Regions from separate parts of the Zea mays genome. Here region 1 is linked to region 2. Evidence: chromatin contacts called from public Hi-C data. All regions are on one chromosome and are shown on one strand. Each heading gives the region's core, a stretch centred on a gene start, on an enhancer-like site or on the middle of the called end of the contact. The rest is flanking DNA. Distances are from core to core; before and after follow the strand shown. Region 1 holds the start of LOC103638936 (transcription factor GHD7). Region 2 holds the start of LOC542109.

What was found. A called contact is a pair of places that touch in the nucleus more often than the background predicts.
Region 1: a contact with region 2 is called in a Hi-C map of leaf mesophyll, with 4 times the contacts expected there. The contact joins the promoter of LOC103638936 here to the promoter of LOC542109 in region 2. A contact is called at or near these places in 3 of 25 Hi-C or Micro-C datasets (bundle sheath, leaf and leaf mesophyll).

Annotation. Positions count from the first base shown.
Region 1 is chr9:120,956,887-120,963,352 of Zm-B73-REFERENCE-NAM-5.0, forward strand. LOC103638936 (transcription factor GHD7) reads left to right here and starts at 3,349. Exons shown (of 2, transcript XM_008661727.4): 1 at 3,349-4,233; 2 at 6,037-6,466. The coding sequence starts at 3,700. The coding sequence ends at 6,330.
Region 2 is chr9:120,687,757-120,694,397 of Zm-B73-REFERENCE-NAM-5.0, forward strand. LOC542109 reads left to right here and starts at 5,375. Exons shown (of 3, transcript NM_001279580.2): 1 at 5,375-5,838. The coding sequence starts at 5,568.

The sequences.
Region 1 (6,466 bases), core at 2,099-4,598, 270 kb after region 2:
CTCTCAGACCAAATGCATCAGCACCCGCAAGGCTCGACATTGTCATCGTCGTTCCCCCAGCTGGAGCTTCTTTGCTGCCGGAGAGAACTCAAGAAAAGCGCCATCGACGTTCCATTTGCCAGATTTGTGCTTCTCCGCGAGTCCCCTCAACCCTGAAGGCATGCTTGTTTCCTTGTATCGAGTTCATCCTTGAACTAATGGAATCCATCGATGGTGTGGAATCCAGTTTAAAATTGGAAGTCAATACTCCTCGGGCAAGAACAGGTACGCTGCTTAGCCTATGTGTTTCTTTTAACAAGCAAAACAAAGGGGTGGAGACTGTTTGCTTTCTCATTTTCTTAAAAACATCTTTTTTCTTGCATATTTTAATCTATATGCTTTTTGTGACCTAGCTAATTGTTCTATAACTCTTGAAATCATGTAATGAATAGGGCATTGCGTCTATTTCAATGACATATTAGTTCACATTGTCTAGAAATTATTCATGGTTCCATTATTATTTGCGATGTTTTTGCAAACATGCTGAGGTCAGCAAACAACTTGCTTTGAAAGAATATGGAGACTGCAGAGATTTTGACAGTGATGGTAAAGATGTGGATTATTAAATGTGCAGTAACACGACAGATGAACTGAATTTGTCCCAATAATGTCACTTTGTATCCCAGTAATGTCTTGGTGCTTTTTATTTTGTTTATTGCAAAAGACTTGTTGCTTTCTGTTCAAGCTTCATTCGATCATTTTTTCTGAATTAGCAGTTAAAGTTATGGGAATAAACATGGGCCCGCCAGTTGTGAGCAGCGAGTAATTTGATTCTAGGAAAACTGAACATAAGAGGAGGCATGAAATGGATTTCAACTATGTGAAATGATACAATTTGTTTATCCTAAGAAACTTACAGGGGATACAAATTTGATCCCTCACTTTACGATTCAGTTGAGCCTTTGGAATATTTGGAAACTTGTGTTGCAGTAATAATCAGAACACTCACTCTTGAAAAAAGGAACACATTAGCTTGGAAAGGGGTGTGTTGTCAGTTTATTCCTGGAACAAAAACTTAAAATACCTCTGCAAATTGCATACCCTCAAGCTTAAATCTTTTTGTGGGTTGGAGAGGTTTTGGAATTATACTACCAGTTGTCACCTTATTGGCCTAATTGTAAAGACATATGGATAAGGGACATTTATGAGTTTACATTTAAGCCTTGATTGTACTTATGTGAAAATCTGGCTACTACCAAATTGATGTTTGCTTTCACTCTTGTTTAAAAATTTGGTGAGCTTAGCACATGTGCAAAAGGAACTAATCAATTCTATGATTTTTGCATGACCGGTGACAGTTAGCATAATCAACATCTTGAAGGCACTTGGCAGCATTAGCAAGAAGGACTTCGTTCGAAGACAAAGAAAGAGAAAACCTAGGAAGAAGGGAACATTCTTTTTTAAGTAGAGGCATAAAAAGCTTATTATCTCGATAAATCATGCAATTTTGTTTCCAGTTAAAAAAACATAAATGCAACCGTGGATGGACTACTAATATGTTGAAATGAGTACGAAAAAGGAAGCTTTTATTTTAGATATATTTTTAAGATGGTTGATCTACTGCTACTACACATGTTCGTACAAAGTTTCCTGTTCATGAAATTTGGCCGACATATATTTTCTTAGCATTCTTGAAAATGACCTTACTAAAAGTATCACAGATGGATAGTTCCATGTTGTCATGACTGTTTCCAGGAGTACATACACCTCTTGCTTGCTGCTCGATATTTGTCTCGAGTGTCACAATGTCATGAACAGAAACGACCACTATGCTGACCGGCAAAATTTATATATGGCTAGGTCACTAATGAATTACGAAATATTTTCTCATAACAGTATAACACATATTTATACATAAGTTATTGTAGTATTATATGTTTCCGTTGCAACGCACGGGCACCCACCTAGTGTGTGTATATATATATATATATATATATATATATATATATATATATATATATATATATATATATATATATATATATATATATATATATATATATATATATGTGTTATACTTTTACCGTTCCTTTTAGAAAAAAAAGATAGCTCGCGGTAGGCTCTTGACTTATTTACAGCCACACATGTATTGGCAAGTCGTATTGGTATGGCTCACCGAACATTACATGCTCCTGTGTCCGTCGGTATGTAAGTGGTCAGTGACTGTCACTGTTTAAAAAGCATATTAATACAGAAATGTCGGTACCTTAATTTATTATAGAGGTGGTAAAATTTTAAATTATTTGGCTTTTTAAGAATCAAGAATTGAGTTTTTAATAGAGAGTGCTTATTATGTAGGATGAAGTGAATCTATCATGCGTTTGTTCGCTTCGGCTGCAATTTTGAACTGCTAAGTATTATAGGCTATAGCTTTGAACTGCAGCAGCTTCAACCAGCTCAAGCAAATAAGCCTAATGTTATAGTAGGTCACTTAAAAAGAAGTTATAATAATAATAATTCTATAATTGGTCATAGAATTGGCCACGGAGTATTATGTGTGTTTTTTTAATAAAATCTGACGCATATGGTCGATCGATACAAGAGTTTCAGGGTTAACACACGCGTGTCTTGCACCGATCTGTTGTCCCTATATATGAACAGTATGCTAATTCTTTGATGTTGTAGCTGCCCCAGAGGCAGTGCGTTGTGGAGCGAGAGGAAGAACGCCCATCGCACACGAAAGCCTCATATCCTTTCCTTGGGAGTCAAACGTGGATCTCCCGCGTCCAAGCCTTCCTCCGCGAGTGGATGAAGCGGACCTGTATTTCCATTTTCACCTTTTGGGAACATGCAAGACAGCAACCCGAGTAGCAGCATGATTCACATGATTATTCTCCGCGCACCAACGGCATCCAACGACCAGATGAAATAATTTGTAAGCTGCAAATATAATATAATGAGCAAACGAAATGGTTGAAGGACATACATATATACGGGCCCACCTTATTTTCAGCTCCTGTTTGAAATCGGATTAACACAAACTCAAAAAAGCTATCTGGTGACGGCCGGGGTGCGTGCGATACTTTTTTTGTTGTTGTACAGTATGGTTTTCAGTAGGCGCGCATGTCATGCATAACGAACTTACCAGTTGATGATAAATGTTCCATTGTTGTTTTTGCATTTTGTGTAGCAGATTATATGTGAAAAAAAAGCACTCAACAAAAAAAAAAGGCGTGGTTGCACAGAACCACTCAAGACGACGTATTGCTTGGCAGGGGATGGCCATTGGGGAATCGCCAAATGATCCTGCCTTTGGAGGGACGAGAAATTTGGCTCCGGATCCTCCACGTAAGAATCCCTCCCATCCTCATATCTCTTGCTCCCCGCTCATTGGCCGCATCCGCATCAGCATCACGGCGCGCGCGTACTTATTCTCCCCCGCCCGCCCTAGCTGATCTCTCTCTCTCTCTCCCTCTCTTCGTTCTCCTCCACACACCGAGCCGACCGAGCACATCATCATTCTCTCGCAAGGCACCGCGTGTACGAGCTAGCCAAGCGGCCGGGGCAGAAGCAAACAAGCTCACACAAACCACACGCGGAGAGCCAGAGGAGTGGTGGAAGGAGGAGGAAGAGCGAGGGGTCAAGGGCTCAAGCTCAAGAGAGAGCGAGTGAGTTCACTCAACGTGCGGCGGCGGCGACGTCCTACGTCCTACGCACAGGATGTCGGCGTCGAGCGCCGCGTGCCGCGTATGTGGCGGCGTAGCGGAGTGCGCGTGCCACGGCCACGGCGCCGGCGCGCGGTGCGGGGCCGCCGTCGCGGACCTCAACCGCGGGTTTCCCGGGATGTGGCACCAGCACCACCAGCAGCCGGAGGAGGAGGAGCCCAGCGTCGCCGGCGGTGGCGCGGCGGCGGGGCTGCAGGAGTTCCAGTTCTTCGGCCACGACGACGACCACGACAGCGTGGCGTGGCTGTTCAACGACCCGGCGCCCCACCTGCACCGCGGCCCGGCGCCGGCCGCGGGCGCGGCCGGGAACGGGGTTGTGGCCGAGGCCGCGCAGCGGAGAGCGCCGCTGTTCGACGGGTACGCGCACGCTCAGTACGGCCAGCTGCCGGGCCACGGGCTCATGTTCGACGTGCCGCTGGGCCGGGGCGGCGACGACGACGCGGCGGTGCTGGAGGCAGGGCTGGGGCTAGGCGGCGCCGGCGCCGGCGCCGGCGACAGCAATCCAGCGACGACGTCCAGCGCCACAATCGTGAGTGCTTCGATTATCCATCTCTGTGTCCTCAATCGTCGTGAGTCGTGACCCCCGTCGACAAGTCCAATAATAATTTCAAAGCTGATATGCATGCGATTCGTGTTACGTGGTTGTGCACAATTGCGTGCGGTTAATTGCTTCATATGCTTGAGAGGGAGATTTAAAAGATCGAGCTACGTACGTCCTAATTTCGCTAGCTTAATTTGCATTGTACTATACCCAGATTTTAATTTGGCCGATAACACAAGTGATTATTGGAAACGTCAAAAAGCCGCCAATTTGTGGTCCAGCGTCACTCCGACTAGTAAGGAGTAGGACTACGTACGGAGCTAGCTAGCTAGTCCAAAACAGTGCACCGTCACGACTATAAGTCACAGTCCTGTCTTTCTTCTTTCTTCCTTCTCCTCTTCTACCTTTCCAACTCAATAGGATAAAAGTCACATTATTAAAGCCTGACTTTAGGCCTATTTATTTGAAATTATAATCTATCCAGACATATAATCTAATATATTTTAAACTAAGTGTTAGTTCAAAATATGTTACATCATATAATCTTGACAAACTATATGTAATCCCAAACAAACGAGCTCTTTGTTTATATCAACGAAATTCCTGGTAATCATAAGATCTGCATCAAGCCATCAACGCTTATTAGATCGGACAGCTCTACCTATATATCTATCAAACCATCTATCTATACATCTATCTATACTAAGAAGAAGGTACAGAAATTGCAAAGCCATGCATACACATTATAATTTACATTTACAGTATAGTATAAGAAGATAGAAGGGGAACAATCGCGGAGAACATCATCAGTTAATTGCAGTTATACTTCATTTGTTCAGTGGCTAGTGAGAACACTAAAATTAAGCTAGTATGACAACATGACGGAATTTTGATTGGGTTTACAATGATGCACAAATGAAGTGGAACAAGGTCCTTGCCCAAATACAAGGTTTTTCTTTTTCTTTTTCCTTTACCCTTCAGTGTCGCTATCTTTCTGACAACATGCTGATAATTACAAAAACTGGCAAATACAATTTTCGTTCTTTTCTCCCTTGCTACCGCTATTTGTCTATCATTGTGCTCACGACGGGCCGTGAAGATAACCCTGGCCAACAGGCAGCTACTCAATTCTCATTTCATGTGGTTCTGTTCTACGTACAATATTGATCCCAACTTCTCATCATTTCTGTTGAGTAGTACTGTCATCTCTTTTTTTTTCTGAAAAGGATTGAGTAGTGTTATCTTACTGAGTGCTGCCACACTGTAACCAGTTTCCGAATATAACAGCAAGTTTAATAATACAGCTGACTTCTGACGGTAAAGATCATTGCAGCCTGCTATTTAGCCAACCTATATAATAGTTAACTCTTCACTATTAATGCATGATTCTACCTCACAAATTTTTTTGTTCTAATATCCGCTTCTCCTGTCTCTACTCTTCTCTTTCCTCCACATAAGCATTTAGACAACTTATATCATCTAAACAGAAGCGATGTTATCTTACTGAATGTTGTCATGGCCCATAGCTCATCTCAAAAGCAGGAATCCATGTGAGAGAATTGGATCTGGGTCCTTGTAATTTTATTCCATTATTTATGATCAAATTAAGATGGCGCTACATGCATCTAGGAATGTAGTGGGTTCCTGAAGTGTTATGTGGGTCAGCTAGTCCAGTTCGTCATTTCTTCCCCTACATGGCTAACAACATGCATGTTGGAGTTTACATCCGATCCCTACACATGCATCGGCGGTGCCTTATTATGTTGGATCGACACGTACGTCCTTTTTCAGATGTCCTTCTGCGGGAGCACGTTCACCGACGCGGCGGCCAACGGCAGCGCAAGCGGCGCCGACCCGGCAGTGGACCGGGAGGCGAAGGTGATGCGGTACAAGGAGAAGCGGAAGAGGAGGCGCTACGAGAAGCAGATTCGCTACGCTTCCCGTAAGGCGTACGCGGAGATGCGGCCGCGCGTCAAGGGCCGCTTCGCCAAGGTGCCCGACGGTGATGCTCCCGCGCCACCAGCGCCGGCCGCTGCGGGGGGCTACGAACCAGGCCGGCTCGACCTCGGATGGTTCCGTTCATAGCAAACACCTATGTCGGTCACATCATTAGCGGACTCCAACGGAACCCCGGCCCCCTCCCCTGCCGGGCATGGAGTGCCCCGGCGGCTTTCCCTCGCCTCCATCGGCGCCCACACGGTGGCCCCCTCGTGGGGTGAGA
Region 2 (6,641 bases), core at 4,125-6,624:
TCTTCCCTCAGAACCTGCTGGATCGTTTGTTGACCTTCAGACAAAAGGGGATGACGAAATTAAACAAATGGCCGAAACTATCGTGGATAAAGTTGTTGAACAGCTTCTAAATGAGGCTGCCGAAGTAGTATTAAGAGAAGACTAGGTGTTATTAGGAAAAACAGTTGAAGTGTGATTTATGTAATATTTGGTACATTTGAATGTAATATACAAGTCTCTGTTCATTATTCAATTCTTTACGATGCATGAAACTTTTCATACGTACCGCTTTTGAGCCTTCGGCGAAAAAACACCTTCCCTTCTTTTCATGCTTCGTGAAGAAAAATTTTTATGTATCACAACAATGTCCATAGTGCTCAGATGAAGAATATCCAAGCTTCGTGAAAACATTCTCCGAAGCTATATTCCGAAGGTGAAGATTGTGTCTCCTTGTGAGTTAACACGATTTTCACTCTTTCAAAGCATACTTCCGAAGATCAATATTGTGTCCCCTTCTTGTGCCATATGCAATCATGATGTATGATGCTTATGCTATGCAAAATGATGTGATGATGTTATGTTACGTAGATGACATTTGTTCCGAAAGATACACACATATCCCCACACAATATTTTTGTATCAGCGCTGATTCTTCGCTGTAAGCTCTGCATTCCCTTAGGAACGTCTTTGGAGCTTCTTCGCCTTTTACTTAGGCGGTATAAGCTCTGCATTCCCTTAGGAACGTCTTTGGAGCTTCTTCGCCTTTTACTTAGGCGGTATAAGCTCTGCATTCCCTTAGGAACGTCTTTGGAGCTTCTTCGCCTTTTACTTAGGCGGTATAAGCTCTGCATTCCCTTAGGAACGTCTTTGGAGCAAAAAACTTACACTGCGCTCCCTTTGGAACGGCTTTTTGTAACTTCAGCAACTTACTCTGCGTTCCTTAGAACGACTTTTTGTTACTTCGAAGGATTTTTAATAATTCGAAGGTCCTCCGCAAACTTTCAAGCTTCAGCAACTTAAGCCTTCGGAGAAAATAGATTTCCCTTATGACCAACCACAAAACCATTACATGAAAATCGAAATGTTCTTTATTATACAGAAAATAGAACTAAATGGAAAAGACTGCTATCAAGGTAGGATACTTGTCAATAAATGTGCTTTGACTCCGGCACGGTGCTGTTGACTGTACGAGCTTCGGACTGCTCTCTGAAATCCCTTTGGTGTGGAGCATATTGGCTCCCTTCTGGCTGTTGGCCTTGTTGCAGCGGTGGTGGAGGTGGAGGTTGTTGCCAGGAAGCTTGAGGTTGACTTGCCGAAGCAACAGAAACTGCAGGGTGGTTACCTACGTATTCTGGGATGTAAGGCACATGGTACGAAGCAGTATGCATGACCTGCTTCGGCTGAGCTTGTTGTGCTGCAGCTTCGGCTATCTCCTTTTGCTTTTGGATGGTAACATGGCACATCCTGGTGGTATGGCCCTTGTTTTCACCGCAAAACAAGCAAAATATTCTCCTTGGTTGATCTCCAAATCTTCCGCCAAAGCCCCTGGCGCCTCTTCCTCTTGGAGCTGGTGGCCGGAAGAAGCTTTGTTGTTGCCCCGAAGCCTGTGAGGAGGGTTGCGGCCTGTGCTGCTGACTCCCCTTATCATCACTTTGAGTAGAGTTATGGATGGACCTGACATGCCTCGGATAGAATCTTCCTCCGAAGCCCCTGGTCATCTCAGAAAATCTGAAAGCCTCCTCCCTTCTTTGGCGAAAATCATTGTCGGCACGAATGTACTCGTCCATCTTTTGGAGCAGCTTCTCCAGAGTCTGAGGAGGCTTCCTAGCAAAATATTGAGCTGCAGGTCCAGGACGAAGCCCCTTGATCATGGCCTCGATGACAATTTCATTGGGCACCGTTGGTGCCTGCGCCCTCAAACGCAAGAACCTTCTGACATACGTCTGAAGGTATTCTTCATGATCCTGAGTGCACTGGAACAAGGCTTGAGCAGTGACCGGCTTCGTCTGAAACCCTTGAAAGCTGGTTAACAATAAATCCTTCAGCTTCTGCCATGAAGTGATTGTTCCTGGTCGAAGGGAGGAATACCAGGTCTGAGCAACACTCTTGACAGCCATAACAAAAGATTTTGCCATGACTGCAGCATTGCCACCATACGAAGACACTGTTGCTTCGTAACTCATCAAAAACTGCTTCGGGTCTGAATGGCCGTCGAATACAGGGAGCTGGGGCGGCTTGTAGGACGGGGGCCAAGGTGTAGCCTGCAGCTCAGCGGACAGAGGAGAAGCATCATCAAAAACAAAATTCCCATGATGGAAATTGTCATACCAATCATCTTCGTTGGGAAAACCCTCCTGATGAAGGTCTTGATGCTGAGGCCTTCGGTGTTGCTCGTCCTGAACAAGATGACGAACTTCTTCAGAGGCTTCGTCTATCTGCCTCTGCAGTTCAGCTACCCTGGCCATCTTTTCCTTCTTGCGTTGAACCTGCTGCTGAAGGATTTCCAGATTTTGAATCTCCTGATCTAGATCATCCTCCGGAGGTGTTGGACTGGTAGCCTTCCTCTTCTGGCTTCGTGCCTCTCTAAGAGAAAGGACGTCTTGATTGGGGTCCAGCGGCTGTAGCGTGCCAGCCCCTGGTGCTGAAGCCTTCTTCGGCGGCATGACGAAGGTGATGCTTGCCGAAGATGTTGAAAAGCTCAAGAAATGGAAGTGAGTTCACCGGAGGTGGGCGCCAATGTTGGGGACTTGTTCTCAAGCACTTCAAGAGTTAAGAACAAGGCAACATAGAAAATGTTAATCGTTAATGTCCTTCGTCCTCCGAAGCATTATTTCCCTTGGGATGTAATGACTTGCGGACGAAGGTTATGAAGGACATACCTTCATAAACTCATCAGACAATGACGAAGGTGATAAAATATAATATAAAAGAAAACATGAACAATCATTTATTATTGAGCATAAATAAAAATATTATTGAATCACAAGTGTACCTTCAATCGGAAGGAAATGACAATACAAGTGTGACGCAAAAAGCGAATGCCAAGTCAGCGTGAACAGTACGGGGATACTGTTCACCTATTTATAGACACGGGACACAGCCCTTACAAAATTACATTCATGCCCTTTACATTTGATAATAACTCTATAGTAGTCTATCGAGGTCTGAATAGCCTTTTCATCTTTAAGTCGGTTCCACTCTTTGCTGTTACGCCGAAGCTTTCCTGCTCAACACCTTCGGCTCTGTATCAAGCTTCGTATTATTCCGGCCTACTGCAATGCCGACTTTAGTCCGAGGGTACCTGTTCACACATTGTACTACAGAAATACTGTTAAATCCTGTTTTTGAGGACCTTCGGACGCCGAAGGTCCCCAACAAATTAATACTCCTTTTATTTTAAATTATTATGTGCTTTAACTCTTATTTTTATATCTATATATATATTTATATCTATATTCATATGAATGATGATAAATCTAGCATATATACAAAGCATATATTAATTAATTATTGTATAAATTTATTAAAAAATTAAACGAGTTTTATTTGGGACAAAATAGAACATCAAGACTCGTCTCTGTCCTAAAACGCATCTAGTATTTAGAAAAGCAGATAACGTAGATAGGAAATTAAACCATTGCCCCTATTAAAGGCATATGACACTTCACATACGTTTGACATACCTACTAGCTCGCAGCTTCAGGGGGTGTTTGGTTACACCCCGCTAAAATTTAGCCCCTGTCCCATCGAATGTTTGAACCTCCGTTCCGGGTATTAAATGTAGTCGGATTATAAAACTAATTTGTCAGCCGAAGATTAAAAGACGAGACGAATCTAGTCCAGTTGGTTGGGTCTATATTTCATACTCCTATTTAAAAGTCAAACGCTTGATGTGACCCGGGCTAAACTTTAGCAGGAGCAACCAAACACCCCTCAAAGACGAGAGCCTTGCTGTGGTCGTGCAAAGTCAGGAAATGATATCCGAACGAGTATATGAGAAGTTTATAGAGCCTAGCTCCATCATCTTTTTTGTTTTTGACAAAAAAGTTTTTTCTCTCTATTTTTCCCACATGTTGTTGAACCTGCTGTTGTTAAATGTGGCATATAGTACGCAATGTTATTAAAACTACGTTTAAGCGTCAAAACTCTAATTAGAGGTTGAAATTGTGTTTTGGCGTTCTAAACTGTAAAATACACATGTGTTTTAGACCATTAGCTACTTTTAGGCCCAGTCTGTTAGTGTCATTGTTTTGAACCTCTATTTCGAGAAGTAAATTTCTGTTATTAGATGTTAGCAATTTTATAGAATTTTGATCAAACTACGATTTGTTTAACTCTAAAAGAATAAAATTTATGTCCTTTTAGAGCTAGTTTGGCAACCCCATTTTTCAAGAGATTTCTATTTTTCTAAGAAAAATTAATTCATTTTCCATTATAAAAATGCAAATTCCTTAAAAAAATAGACTTGCCAAACTAGGTCTTAGAGAAGGGAGCATACTTGTGTGGCCACAAACATAGGCGGATCAGCATGATGCTTGGGTATTCTCAGGAATACTAAACTATTTTGACAAAAAATGAGTATGTGCTAATGTGCCTGGTCTAAAAAAAGAAGTATTTATGTGTATTGTGTGTATACCATTTATACTGAGTGAAATTGTGTTTAGTTTCTACGTCCAAAGATCCTAAATTTATACCAAACAAGTAGAAAAGTGACACAACAAACACTTCGATACCAATTTTGTCACAGTTCTTTGCCCCGTCGAAGACCTACCTGCACCGTCGACCTCCTATAGCCACGACGCCACCAGGTAAAGGCCAACCCTAACCTTAGGACGTTAGAAGAGATGAAGGACATATTTCTGCTATCATGACGACTCGACAAATTTTGTGTTCATGTTGATTTGGACGTTTTTTGCCAAAACGAATCTCACAAAAATAGACTAAGAAGAAAAATGTTTGAGTGACAGAAACCAATTTTAAGGTGAAACGAGGCATCCCACTGAGCGATGCACTGGGAAGTGGGAACTAAGTTAGGAACACTTGTTCCAGAAGAAAAGAAATATACCTCCATGTCCTGAAACAGATGGGAAACGAACAAGATCGAGTGGTTGGCCATTGCTCAGTGTGTCAGACGGTGAAACGGGCAGGAAAATGAAGTTGAAAACGAAACCACAGGAGACCAGAGGCGAGCGCGCACGCGGCCCGCAACTGTGTCCACTGGATAAACGGCCAGGCACAGAGGAGAGGAACCAGTCAGGAAGGGAGGCGTGCCCCACAAGCCGCTGCCCGAGTCCCCCACGCACACGTATTTCCGCGCAAGAATATCCGCCACGTGGACGGCCCACGCTCGCCGACCACCTTAACCAATCACCACTCAACAGTTGAGTTTAACCCCGCCTCCTCTCCTCTCCCCTCCCCTCCCTTCTTCATCTCTTCTCCTCACAAGGCTTCCTCCCACCACCTCCAGTCCTCCACCGGACCACCACCTCCAGTCCTCCACCGGACCACCACCTCCACCACTCCTCTCTCAGAACACGCGCAAACCGCTCGAACCCTAGCTGGTGGCGGGAGGCGGAGGTGGCTCCGGGATGACGCGGCGGTGCTCGCACTGCAGCCACAACGGGCACAACTCGCGGACGTGCCCCAACCGCGGGGTCAAGATCTTCGGGGTGCACCTCACCGATGGCTCGGCCATCCGCAAGAGCGCGAGCATGGGGAACCTCTCCCTCCTCTCCGCGGGATCCACCAGCGGCGGCGCGTCCCCCGCCGACGGGCCCGACCTCGCCGACGGCGGCGGGGGCTACGCCTCCGACGACTTCGTCCAGGGGTCGTCCTCCGCCAGCCGCGATCGAAAGAAAGGTCAGCTACCGCCCGATCTCCACCCCTCGATCATCCACCCGCTACCGCCCGATGCAGAACCCTAGATAATCCATCCTTCCAGCTCCTCCAAGCTTTTCCACCCCTCTTAATCTTTTTAGATGCACCTAGTGCTCGTTGATTAGGTGCCTGTAAGTTTTAGGAAACGGGTACGACTCCAGAGAGAGAACATTAATGGTGGTACAACTACCACACTGCGAGTACGACTATTCTATGGATATTGTACTAGTTGACTCGATACGTATGGTACTCGAAACTCGAGTTCAACCCCTAACTGGTACAATGACCACCTATGGAGGCCCTGTACTGTTTTAGTTAGGCCATGCGGATGCTTTAAGAAGCTCATCTATAGAAACTTTTAGAATATGGGTTATGCATTGTTCCAATCAGCGGCATCAGTTGATTTTGATGAAATTTGTCACGGGTTTGCGACGCTGAATAGCTGTGGAGGACTGGAGGTATAGAGAGATGCGTAGTCAGAGGTATAGGGCTGCGTTATCAGGAAGGATCTGCCGAGCAATTGAAACTGCTGCGCTAACTGCTGACGCGTAGTCTTATGTATGCCATACATGCGCCAATGGCCAAGGTCTGGTGTAAATGTGCTACTGCACTGGGATGTAATTACTATTACGCAGTGCCAAGTAACGGCTGTCCATACTTGATAAGGAGACACGTTTTTTCACATGTTATGGGGAAATAAAAATAAAATGCTTGATAAATGACTACCAATGTTCTGCAAGTTTTATCTCTATTGTTATTATTGCTGCTGATTCTTGTGAGATTTT